3 separate regions of the Mus musculus genome follow, and all the other regions are linked to region 2. The links are chromatin contacts, called in public ChIA-PET and HiChIP or PLAC-seq maps. All regions are on one chromosome and are shown on one strand. The core of a region is the stretch at or near the end of the contact, and the rest is flanking DNA. Distances in the headings are between cores, read along the strand shown. Region 1 has its middle 30 kb from the start of Smndc1. Region 2 holds the start of Pdcd4 (programmed cell death 4). Region 3 overlaps Mirt1 (myocardial infarction associated transcript 1).

Region 1 (3,592 bases), core at 978-3,477, 480 kb before region 2:
TGTCTACCCCGAGCTGGGGTATGTGTCACTGTGGTCCGTTCTATACGATGCTAGCTGGGCAGAACCCGGGGCCTTATGTGTGCTCTGCCAGCCCGACAGACTCCTCAAGGTCTTTGCTCAGACACCTATAGCAGTGGCCCCATACCTTGAACTGGGATTTTTGCCACTTCCTTAAGCTCTGAGACCAGCGTTGTGGGAGTTCAGGGAATGGAGATTTAAGCTGTGTGGCAGGGTCTCAGCGGGCTTCTTAGAAAAGGTAGTGTGACTGGAACTCTGCGAATCAGGGTCCTATGGCAAACACCGCACTAGCAGTAAAAGATGGACCGACAGAGCAAAGACTTAAGCTGCCAGAAGAAAGTTGGCTTCCGTACACGTATTTTCTAGCTTCGGATTCATCTTTTCTCTGTGTTATATCACTGATGTAGGCAAGAGGAAACAGATTAAGGACTTCTTCCCAGTTTTCACCCCCAAATTTCCATTTCTGTGTGTATTTTGTCATTTTTCTTAGAGGAAGTGAACACTCAGACCCATAGTCAAGCTTTATGGCAGAAGACTCTGGTAAGGATGGAGACAACGTCTGTAAGAAAACTACTGCAGATGAAGGGTTGGCCAATGGTGGCTTGCTGGACAAACCTGGCCTGCTTTCTGTTTTTGTCAATAAAGTTTTATTAGAACACAGCCTCCCTCATCATTTCCATACTGTCTGAGGCTACTTCCACACTCCAACGGGAGAGCTGAGTAGTCGGGGTGTAAGAGCGTCAAGTTTGACACTCTCCACTAGATGGCGCCACTAGAGGGGGGTCCAAGGATTGAATGTCTTAAAGAAAATTGGGCCTGGCTTCATGTCAGGCAGTTCATAACTGCCTGTAACTCCAGCTCCAGGAAAACTCAACATCTCTAGTCTCCGCAGCCATACACACATGCATATGTGCACACACACACACACACACACACACACACATGCATATGTGCACACACACACACACACACACACACACACACACACACACACATGCATATGTGCACACACACACACACACACGCATTTTATTCTTTTTTGTTTGTTTTTTGTTTTTGTTTTTCAAGACAGGGAGGGCTTCTCTGTGTAGTCTTGGCTGTCCTGGAACTCACTTTGTAGACCAGGCTGGCCTCGAACTCAGAAATCCGCCTGCCTCTGCCTCCCGAGTGCTGGGATTAAAGGCGTGCGCCACCACACCCGGCCACACACACATTTTAAAGTTGGGGGTCTCACTCTGGCTGTTCTGGAACTCACTATGTAGACCAGGCTGGCCTCAAACTCACAGAAACCCACTTGTCTTTGTCTCTCCCAAGTGCTGGGATTAAAAGTGTGTACCACCACGCCCAGCCATATAAATAAAATAAAATCTATCTATCTTTCTTTCTTTCTTCCTTCCTTCCTTTCTTTTGTTTTTTCTTCTTTTGGAAAACTAAGGAAAAAGAATCACATTTCCTAGTTACAAAAGAACGGAACTCTTCAGAGTGACACTTAGTGCTCATAATAGCAAATTTGTACGGTGCTTACTGTGTGCTAGCCAACATTGTAAATGCTTTACGCATAAGATTATTTAATACTATGATCAGTCCCATTTTAGTCATGAGGAAACTAGGGATACCAAGAGATCAAGTACTGGAGTTCACAGAAGGAGAGCATAGCAGACAGAGGCAGAGTTTCACACTGGGTTGCATTAGCCGCCCTCCCCCGCCGCCACCCCGCCCCCCAGTGCCTCTAAGCCTTTCACCCTTAGGAATCCGAGGCAGTCATTAGTTACTCCCCCTCCTCCCCCCGCAAAGGTATGGAGCCATGCTGGATGGAACCCAGCGTGGAATGCTGTAACAAAGAACCAATTGTTGCTTTCTGCTTGCGCATTGCATTTTCGTCACGGCAAGCAACACACGCGTGTGTGACACCTGCCACTCACCTAGGATCACAACTATTTACAGGGTGCTGACTCTCTTTTGATGCACTGGCCTCTGGAGGAGGAGAGCTATGACAGAGCAAAACCTCTTCCGGAGCAGAGACAAAGTGCTCAAGCCACGGAGCAGTGATCTAAGACAGAGTCACCAGCTGAGTAAGGTGGGAAGGGATGTGGTGGGCCCCTATCAAGACGCTCAGAGACGAGTCAGCCAGGCAGTGAGGGACGGCTCAAGTCAACCCAGGTTGTAGGACTCTGTTAAAAGCCTCTCTCATGATTAACTAGAAAGAATGGGACAGAGGCAGGGCCCGCCCCACACCCATTAGCACCAATCAGCTGTCTTCAACTTCCTGAATAGCCTATCATAGCTCATTTCTTGTCCTCCTGAAAAGGCGATTGGTGCAAGAAAGTTAAAGACTTGGCGGCTGCAAGAAAAGGCAAAAGAATTTCATGCAGATCTTTTCACCTGAGGTGGCCGGGAGGAAGGAACTGGAGCATAGTGAGGGGGAATAAGGCAGTTTCTAGGAGCAGACACCTATCTACCGAACTGAGGTCACTTAGCCCCTGCGCGTGCTGTTCCCTGATGTCCAAGGTCAGACCCCACCTCCAGCTGCTGGGGACTCTGGAAAGCAGAGAAGCTGACTGCTAAGAGGAGGCTAGTCCATAGCTGTTGGTATCAGGGCTCCTCACCCACCCCTTACCCCCAGCAGGAGCCTCGGAGGAGAAAATGGCTTGTACCTCTTTGTGGCATAAATCTTTCACCTCACCTCTACCATCCCAACACTGAGAGAAATAGGAGGAAGGAGGAAGAATTTGGTGGTCAGGGTTCCCTCCTTGTGAGAGTTATACACAGCTGCAGTCATGAAGATGTGGGTGTCAGGTTACAAAAAAGAAGAAGAGGAAGAAGGAGAAGGAGAGGAGAAGGAGAAGGAGGAGAGGAGAAGGAGGAGGAGGAGGAGGAGGAGGAGGAGGAGGAGGAGAAGGAGGAGGAGGAGGAGGAGGAGGAGGAGAAGAAGAAGAAGAAGAAGAAGAAGAAGAAGAAGAAGAAGAAGAAGAAGAAGAAGAAGAAGAAGAAGAAGAAGAAGAAGAAGAAGAAGAAGAAGAAGAAGAAGAAGAAGAAGAAGAAGAAGAAGAAGATATTCCACCTAAACGGGGGGGGGGGGGGGGGGATCGTGTGAATAACAGGCTACTCTCTGCGCAGCGCCATTATTTGGAGGCGAGCCCAGAAGGCAGAAGGACCTGTTCGAGTTCCTTAATTATGCCTTGGTGCCTGCAGTCCTCAGGAGAAACCCATCCTTAGAACCGTGACTGATAGTCTCTCAACCACTAGTGGGCAGGCTAGCTGGGAGTGGGAGTGGGAACGGGGGCAAGATGCCGTCCCAGATCCAATGGGCTGTTAAAGAGCAGCAGAAGACCGAGAACAATCCGAGAGGCCAGTTTGGATGTGTGCCCTTGCTGGATGGAACCTCAGCTCTGAGGAGCAGGACCCCACTCGCCATTCCTCTGTGCTTTAGAGGTTGAAGCAAGCACCCAGCTACATTCAGGCCTGTCTAAGATTTCAGAAATGAGGGGCAGAGGTCATTTATTTCAGTAGTCAAAGTCCAAAATCATATGTCTCAGTTAGCTTTAACTGTCAACTTGACACAGCCAAGAGTCAC
Region 2 (3,774 bases), core at 172-2,671:
TGGGTATAATATATCTACAAAGCACCTCTCAAGCTCACCATACTAAGGGTGAGTGAGACACGGGGCTTGTGGGACAAGCCAGGACTGGGACTCAGATGAAACAATGCCGGGCAGAATGTCCTCAGTCCCTGCAGACTGGCTGGTGCTCCGCGGAATCAGGTTTCAGAAAATGGATCATACTGGCATGAGACTTGATAAAGACTGAGGGAGGCTGAGAGACTTGGATAAGATGTACCAGGCAGAGAGGCCATCTAGGAGAGACATTTCGAGATGATATGATAAAAGACCTGGCAAGACACAAGGGAGGATGCGGAGCAGTGAGCTGTCCAAGTGGGTTCAGGAGGACGGGTATCCAGGGGTTAGGGTGTGCAGACATAGCCTTGAAGCCTATAAGTCGCACTGTGGGCTCTAGGGTGTCTGCTGAGAAGCAGGCACTCCAGGGAGGCAGTGGGGAGCTTGTGAAGGTGTGTGTGTGTGTGTGTGTGTGTGTGTGTGTGTGTGTGTGAAGAACATTAGATAACACCAGGCAGTAAGAGCCGGGGTAGAAAGGCCCACGTTAGGGGATGGTGGTTGCTATCGAGCAGTTCAGTTCTGAAAAGACCAAGGGAAACATTCTGGTATTGCCATTCAGACTAAAGGTAAACATGGCCAGAGAAAGCAGGTCAGTCACTTTCCAGGTGCACAGGAAGAACATACGGTGCTGCACATTATCTCAGGCGATAACATCCGAGACAAAATGAAGGCTAGAGATGGCAGCCAGAAGGAAACGTCACAGAAGACAGCTAGAGAGGGCTGATTCAATACACAAACCATAGCCATGGTTGAGAAACCCAGCTTTGGAAAGAATGCAAGCACCATAGTGGCCTGGCTGGTTAGCAAAGGGACTTCAGTTTTTGTATCTCTTTATCTGGGAAAAGGGAGCGATTTTTATCTCAAAGGGGTTAGGCTTTTCCTGCGAGAAACTTCCTGAGCACGTGGACACACGGCAGGAGCCACGCGAGAGCAAGGACCAGCGGGCAGAAGTTAAGTAGTGGTTGCAGATTCTCCCAGACGCCCAGAAATAGTGGGGACCTCAGGAAATCCACAACCGCCCTAGAATTGGGCTGAGACGCCCTGTAGAGAGGACTGGCCGGTCTGGTCCACGAGCCGCGCCCCAGCCCCCAGCCCCCAGCCCGGCACAGCCCTCCGCCCGCTTTCACAACCCGGCCCTCTGCACTTAACCCCCACTCTGGCTGGTGGCCGAGCGGGTCCCAAGCCCAGCGCGCATGCGCCGACGGCGCCCCGCCCCCCTGAGCCCCGCCCCTATTTCCACGTCTCACTTCCCCTAGCTCTGCCTCGCCGCCTCGGCTGCAGCTCGGCCGCCACGATTGGCTGCGGGACGTCCTCCTCTCGGCCAATAGACGCCACGCCGTCGCCCCCGTGTTACTGGGTAGAACAAAACAAAAACAAACAGAGCGAGCGGGGCCAGAGGCGCTCCGAGGCAGCGGCGGCGGAGGCTGAGGAACGGGGTCGGGGCCCGGCGGACCGGAGACCCGGGCGAGCGGCGGCGGCCCGAGGGGGTCAGTACTGTGGGCGCGGCTCGCACGCTCGGGCGGGCGGCGTCCTCGTCCCTTAGGCCCGGGTCGGCGGAGGCTGCCGCACGTTGGGAGGGGGAGGGGGCGTGGAGGCCTCGCCGCGGGGGTCGGGACGCTCGGTCCCTGTCCACGCTGGCCCTGGAGCCCTCCGGCCACCGGCGCTCGCCCAACGCCCGGGGCTGCGGGGAGCTGCCGGTGCTCGCTCTCCGAGGCCGGGTCGGTCGGGCCGGGGAGCTGCAGCACGGGCCCGCCCCCTCCTCCGCAGCCCCATCCCCGGCGGCCGGGCGTGCGTGGCTGCGTGCGCTCGCGGTGAGAGGAGCCTCCGGGCGCCCGGTCCGACGCAGTTGGACGCGGGGGACGGGACGGTAGGAGAGGGGTGTCGTCCGGACGGAGATCCGGTGAGGGGTCGGTGCCCCGAACCGAGGCCTGGTCCGCCTCGGCCGGCCCTGCCCGCTGCCGGAGGGTTGGGGTCCTGCGGGACAGGCGTCGGTCGGTGCGGGCACGGGGCGGGGACAGCTGCCCTCCCGGCCCTGTGCCAACTCCTCCTTGCAGTCTCCTGTACAGGGTCCCTTAAAAAAAGTACAATACAACCTAGAGAAAACAAAGCCGAGAAGGGAGCCCCCTCTCTGTGAACGCATGCTGTGTCTGCTGCCCGTGGCTGTCCGCTACTGTAATGTACGTAGAGGGCGTGCTTTTTGGTTTTTGGTTTTGGTTTTTTGTTTTTGCTTTCCCTGAACAGCCTCAGAACTGCAGATGTAGGTCTCGCCTATCTTCCCCGAGCCCCTCCTTGGGAACTGGCTCTGTAAACCAGCCTCTGTAGTCGACTACCTGCTATGAATGATTCAAAATGCGGCTCCGGGCCTGGGTGAGGGGTGGGTGTGAGGCCTACGAGCTGCGTTTAAGACATTTTGATAGCTTCACAGCTGTAATACTCTTGATTTAAGAGTTTGAAATTTTAGGGGAAGGCCCTAGCATATATATTCGTGCTCGTATTTATATCCATAATATGCGTGCGATATCTATCTATATATCTATATCTATCTCGTGGTAAGAGTAGAGGAAAATAAAATACTTGTTACGGCTGCAAAAATAAATGTACATGGTTGCTCTCAGTAGTGGTTGCTTTTGCGTTATTGTTGTAGAGTGCTCTTAGCAGAATGCAAGTTGCTAATTAATGTGACTGCATCCCAGGGAAGAATTAAGGTCATTTTCTAGTTAACATGTGGTCTAAACTTGACTTCCAAAATGTCAAAGTAATTTATCGGGCATTTAGGAAATGCACTGGATAACAGTTAATTTCAGCTTAATCGTTTTTAGCTGTATACATAGCTTCCCCTTACCCCATGGGAAATGATTTTGTATAGATTAGTGTGGAGCAAATGGAATTTAGATTTTTTTGTTGTTGTTGTTGCTGTTGTTTTGCCTAAGGTTGAGGTAAGTATTTTAAGGATCGTTAAATTAAAAGAAAAAAAAAAGCCCACTGAAGAGAGTGTCACATACTGTCCTTTAGAACAGCTGTGAAGCTATGGGTGTGTCTGCGTCTTGACTGCTTGATCCAGTTGTTATGGTCTGGAGATAGAACTATTTTTTGGTTGTTATAATTAATAAAACATCATATCATGTGATAGTTATTTCCTGATAGCTGTTTTCAGTATCATATCTTTAGTGATTGGAAAGCAGTTTTAACAGTTGGTGTACAAGTCCACGTTGTTAAAAGCTGCTTTTTGTTAACCCTAAGAAGGACTTCCTTGTAAGGCACTCTAAGCTCATGTACTGAATGTACAGCGTCTGGGTTCTCGTGGTCGTTCACCCAGTGTGAACAACCTTGCAGAGAACATCCTTTCCTTCTAAACCTCTTGAGTTGTGTGCAAAGGGAATACGTGAAGCTCATGAAATAATGCTTACACAATTAGTTCACTGTGAATGTCAAAGGGCTTGATAAGCACTACTTATATTTCCCCCATTATTAGACAGATGCTGCAGAAAATATTTCCTCAGAGACTATACTTGCATCTAGAATGAAAATCACACTTCACAGTGTTAAATTCAAATCACATCAGAGCTGACAGACTTTCTCTAGCATGTAATTCATGCACACACTGAAGGAAAGCAGGACATGGCCTTTTCAGCCATGGAAGGTAGCAAAAATTTCCATTTCCAAACTACACTTGGTCTTATATTTGTATGACTCTCTGTGTAT
Region 3 (3,339 bases), core at 668-3,167, 450 kb before region 2:
GTAACCTCTTACCCAGGGTGGGGCCAGTCACACCTGAGTTGCAAGTAAGATAAGGTGAGGCCGGCTACCACCTCGAAGGGCGGGGCCGGGGGAGTGCAAGTCGTTTTCGGGAAGACTCGTTGGCGATCTGTGTGGACTGGCAAAAGAAGATCCTGTGCGTGATCCATATGTGGAACCCGCTTCTGGTTATGCTATGGGTTAAATTATGTGTCGCCATCCATAATTCATGGATTGAACTCCTAGACCTCCGTACCTCAGAATGCAACCTTGCTTGGAACGGGGTCTGTGCAGATGTGGTTGTTTCAACGGTAGAGACTAGCAGACACAAACAAATGCTAGTCGCCAGCAGAAGCGAGACAGGAGTTAAACAGTCTTGCTCACAGCCTCAGAGGGAACCAGTCCTAGAACCATCTTAGCCTCAGCCTCCCAGGGTCAGAGCCTTGAACTTCTAGTGCTCAAGCCCTTCCAGTCTCGTTTGGCCTATTTTTGGGGCAAACTGGCTAGTCTTACCTGTCCTTTTGAAAGCCCTGGTGAACCAAGGGAGACTCTCACAATCTGACAATTAATCGTTCCTCTAGTTGTGCTCTTGTTGTGATTGTGGTTTTATTCATCTTGCGGGCTGAACTGTGTCTCCTGTGTTCTCTGCTCCGAGAACGTCAGACCTACTCACTTAGACAACAAGCCTGAATTTCGCTGGCCAGACTTCAGGGAAACTGTTGATTAATAGCATGCACAGGTTGATTTATTGATGCACACCTCCCAGAAGCACCCCAACAGATATCCTCTGGGCAGCAGAACACCCACCCCCACTCCCACCCCCAGCGCAAGCTGGAGTGGTTATATCTCAGAATCATCCCAGGAGAGTAGAGTTTCTAGAACATTCCAGAAAAAAAAAAAAAGATCGGAAATTGGGTGAAGAAGGGTTTTCTGCCATTGGTGAGAGAGATTCTGAGCTCTGTGGATCCAGTGTGTAGTTTCCAGGAAGATTTGGGGCTGACAGGACACTGAGGGTCACCTCGGAAGCTCCCCGCCCCCCCCCCCCCCCCCGTCTCTTTCTCACCCAGATGGCATTTTCTGACTTGTTTACTACAAGTTGAACCCTGATAGAAGCTGAGCGGGCTGGGAAGGGTAATGAATCACCGCCATCCCCACGGGAAACACAGCACACCACACCAGCCCAGCCCAGCCACTCCTAATGCATGGACCCTGCCCTTTAGCATACACACATCAGCTGAGCAATCACACTGTGGCTGAACCTGACCCACAACCCATGAAAGGACATGTCCTGTGGGCACACAGAGCCTCACCCATTCCTACTTTGGTACCATGTTCCTCTCTCCCCGACAGTTCTCTCACTACAGCGTTCTCCGTGCAGAGTTCAGGGTGTCAGCTGTTCCTTACAGCAATCCTGCAGTTCATATCCACAGTTCTTCACTAGCCCAAGTCTGGGTCTCCCAGGCTGGCCGCAAACCGCAAATATGGCCGAGAATGACCCTGTACCTTCTGGTCTTCCTTCCTCAACTCGCTGAGTGCTAGGGCACAGGCATGGGGCACTGTGCCCAGATTATGCAGTTCTGGGGACCAAGTTTGGGATTCTGTGTACACTAGGCAAGCATTCTGCCAACCGAGCTGCATCTCCAACATTCCACCTCCCCTCTTATCCCACGCAGGCACAGACCCAGCTTTGAACCCGACTCTGGCACCAACTGGCTGTGCGGCCTTTGTGAAGGTAGTTTACCCTTTTGGAAGCTCAGATTCCTTAGCTATGAAAGAAGGTCAGCCATAAAGACTTACCCCATCCTGTTGTGAGGAGGTTCAAATGAGACGGCTTACGTCGCCGTGCTTGGCACAGTGGGTGGCTCTCTGAAGCACATACACCGTTTTCCTATGATGGCAAGTGATGAATAGCCTGGGCTTGCGTAGTGTGGCAGAATGCTTATGCAGAAACAAAGGATGTACATTCCAATCTATTGCGAAGCTAGGAGGTATGACATCCATCTTACCTGCTTTTTTTTTTTTTTTGAAGTTTTGCAGCCTGTGACTTTTTGCTGAGGAATGTGCACTGATACGAGGGGACTCATCTTCCAAATATGTTCCGAGCACCTGCTAAGGAGGTGACGTGTTCCTGGCAATTCTAGGAGCAGAACTGGGGGATGCGAGGGAGAGAGGCAGTGACTGGCAGTCGTCCAAACTCATCAAGTTTCCTTTCATGCTTTCCCCTAGGTGATGGTAGATTTGTCACCTACTTCTACAGATTATGTCTGGCATTGCCTCAGGGAATGTCCAAGGAGCTGAGGCCGGAGAGGCCAGTATCCAAGGAGTTGAACCAGCCTTAAGGTGGGATCCCAACTTTTTTCCTCCTAACTCTTGTGACCATAGGAAAGCCAATTATACTCATGGAAACCCGGTTTCCTTTGTTAACTAATAGAATACCTAGGTCAGACTTTCCAGGCTGCTTTCAATTCTGTGTAGCTCCCTCTTGATAACTATATGCTTCCATTCATTCATTCATTCATTCATTCATCCATCCATTCATTCATTTATTCATCTCTCAAACATCCTCCAAAACATCCAACATTATTTTGATTATTATCTTTTGAGAGCTATAGGAGTTTCGGGGATAAGGGAACACTGAGAAATTTTGCCTCTAGGACCCCAGAATCCAACAGTGGACCTTAGTTTACCTTATAACTTTCCCATGTACTGATGTGGGTCTGGCAATCAGGAGCCACTGACAAGTTCCTGGCAGACAAGTGGCTCCTCGGATCTAGGCTACAAGTAGCCTAACCTCTGGGCAGGTGCTCAGGGCAGGCATTCCGCTTCTCCTGGACAGTAGCCAACGGGGACCCAGCCCTTCTACTTGAACTCATGACCCTGTGCTTCCTGTCTCTCAGCAGGAGATGGGTTCTAAAAGAGGGCTGGGTGGGCTCCCCAGGGCTAACTCACAGTTCAGACAGGAAGTAGGTGGGAGAGTTCCCAGACACATCCCACTCTTTCCTTTGGAACAGCAGGGCTTTATACCAGTCTCCCCTGCAGATCTTTGCCTGACTGAGGAGAACAAGTGGCCACTCCTAGCTGCAAGGAAGCTTAGGGGGAAAAAGAGAGAAGAGTGTCACAACTGGCCTGGGTCAAAGGTCAGAGAGCCTTTTTTTTTTCTGGAAATGGTTAGAAGTAAGTATTTGCGGTCCATTCAGTGTGTGTCACTACTGTTCGCTTCTGCCTCTGAGGGTTGGCAACGGGCAATGTGTAAACCCATTCTGCTGGTCTCCAACAAAACATACCACAAAGTATTACTTTAACTTTCTTCAATAATGTAAAATAATGTTAGAAATCTACTTC

Evidence for each region. ChIA-PET counts read pairs in DNA pulled down with a chosen protein or histone mark. HiChIP or PLAC-seq counts read pairs in DNA pulled down with a chosen protein or histone mark.
Region 1: an RNA polymerase II ChIA-PET map of effector CD8 T cells shows a contact between it and region 2, with 36 read pairs. The contact joins the enhancer-like site here to the promoter of Pdcd4 in region 2. A contact is called at or near these places in 3 of 484 Hi-C or Micro-C datasets (CD4 T cells, CD8 T cells and embryonic stem cells) and 7 of 115 datasets of contacts at active chromatin or transcription factors (bone marrow-derived macrophages, double positive thymocytes, effector CD8 T cells and 4 more).
Region 3: a FOXA1 HiChIP or PLAC-seq map of pancreatic cancer cells shows a contact between it and region 2. The contact joins the enhancer-like site here to the promoter of Pdcd4 in region 2. A contact is called at or near these places in 1 of 484 Hi-C or Micro-C datasets (CD8 T cells) and 1 of 115 datasets of contacts at active chromatin or transcription factors (pancreatic cancer cells).

The regions. Positions count from the first base shown.
Region 1 is chr19:53,419,249-53,422,840 of GRCm38.p6, forward strand. No RefSeq gene overlaps it. Among named protein-coding and RNA genes, the nearest start is that of Smndc1, 30 kb to the left of the region's middle. Within about 2 kb of position 2,228, at least 341 of the 459 cell types and tissues checked have an H3K27ac peak or open chromatin away from gene starts, as enhancers often do. A contact at or near this core is called in CD8 T cells, bone marrow-derived macrophages, double positive thymocytes and 3 more, where this site is marked.
Region 2 is chr19:53,901,930-53,905,703 of GRCm38.p6, forward strand. Pdcd4 (programmed cell death 4) reads left to right here and starts at 1,422. Exons shown (of 12, transcript NM_001168491.1): 1 at 1,422-1,559. Gm30990 (basic salivary proline-rich protein 2-like) reads right to left here and starts at 2,675. Exons shown (of 8, transcript XM_030251154.1): 1 at 2,654-2,675; 2 at 1-2,143. The coding sequence starts at 2,675. The coding sequence ends at 942.
Region 3 is chr19:53,449,619-53,452,957 of GRCm38.p6, forward strand. It overlaps Mirt1 (myocardial infarction associated transcript 1), which reads right to left. Exons shown (of 10, transcript NR_028427.1): 3 at 2,004-2,146; 4 at 1,795-1,885; 5 at 1-1,574. Among named protein-coding and RNA genes, the nearest start is that of 4833407H14Rik, 9.3 kb to the right of the region's middle. Within about 2 kb of position 1,918, at least 65 of the 459 cell types and tissues checked have an H3K27ac peak or open chromatin away from gene starts, as enhancers often do. A contact at or near this core is called in pancreatic cancer cells, where this site is marked.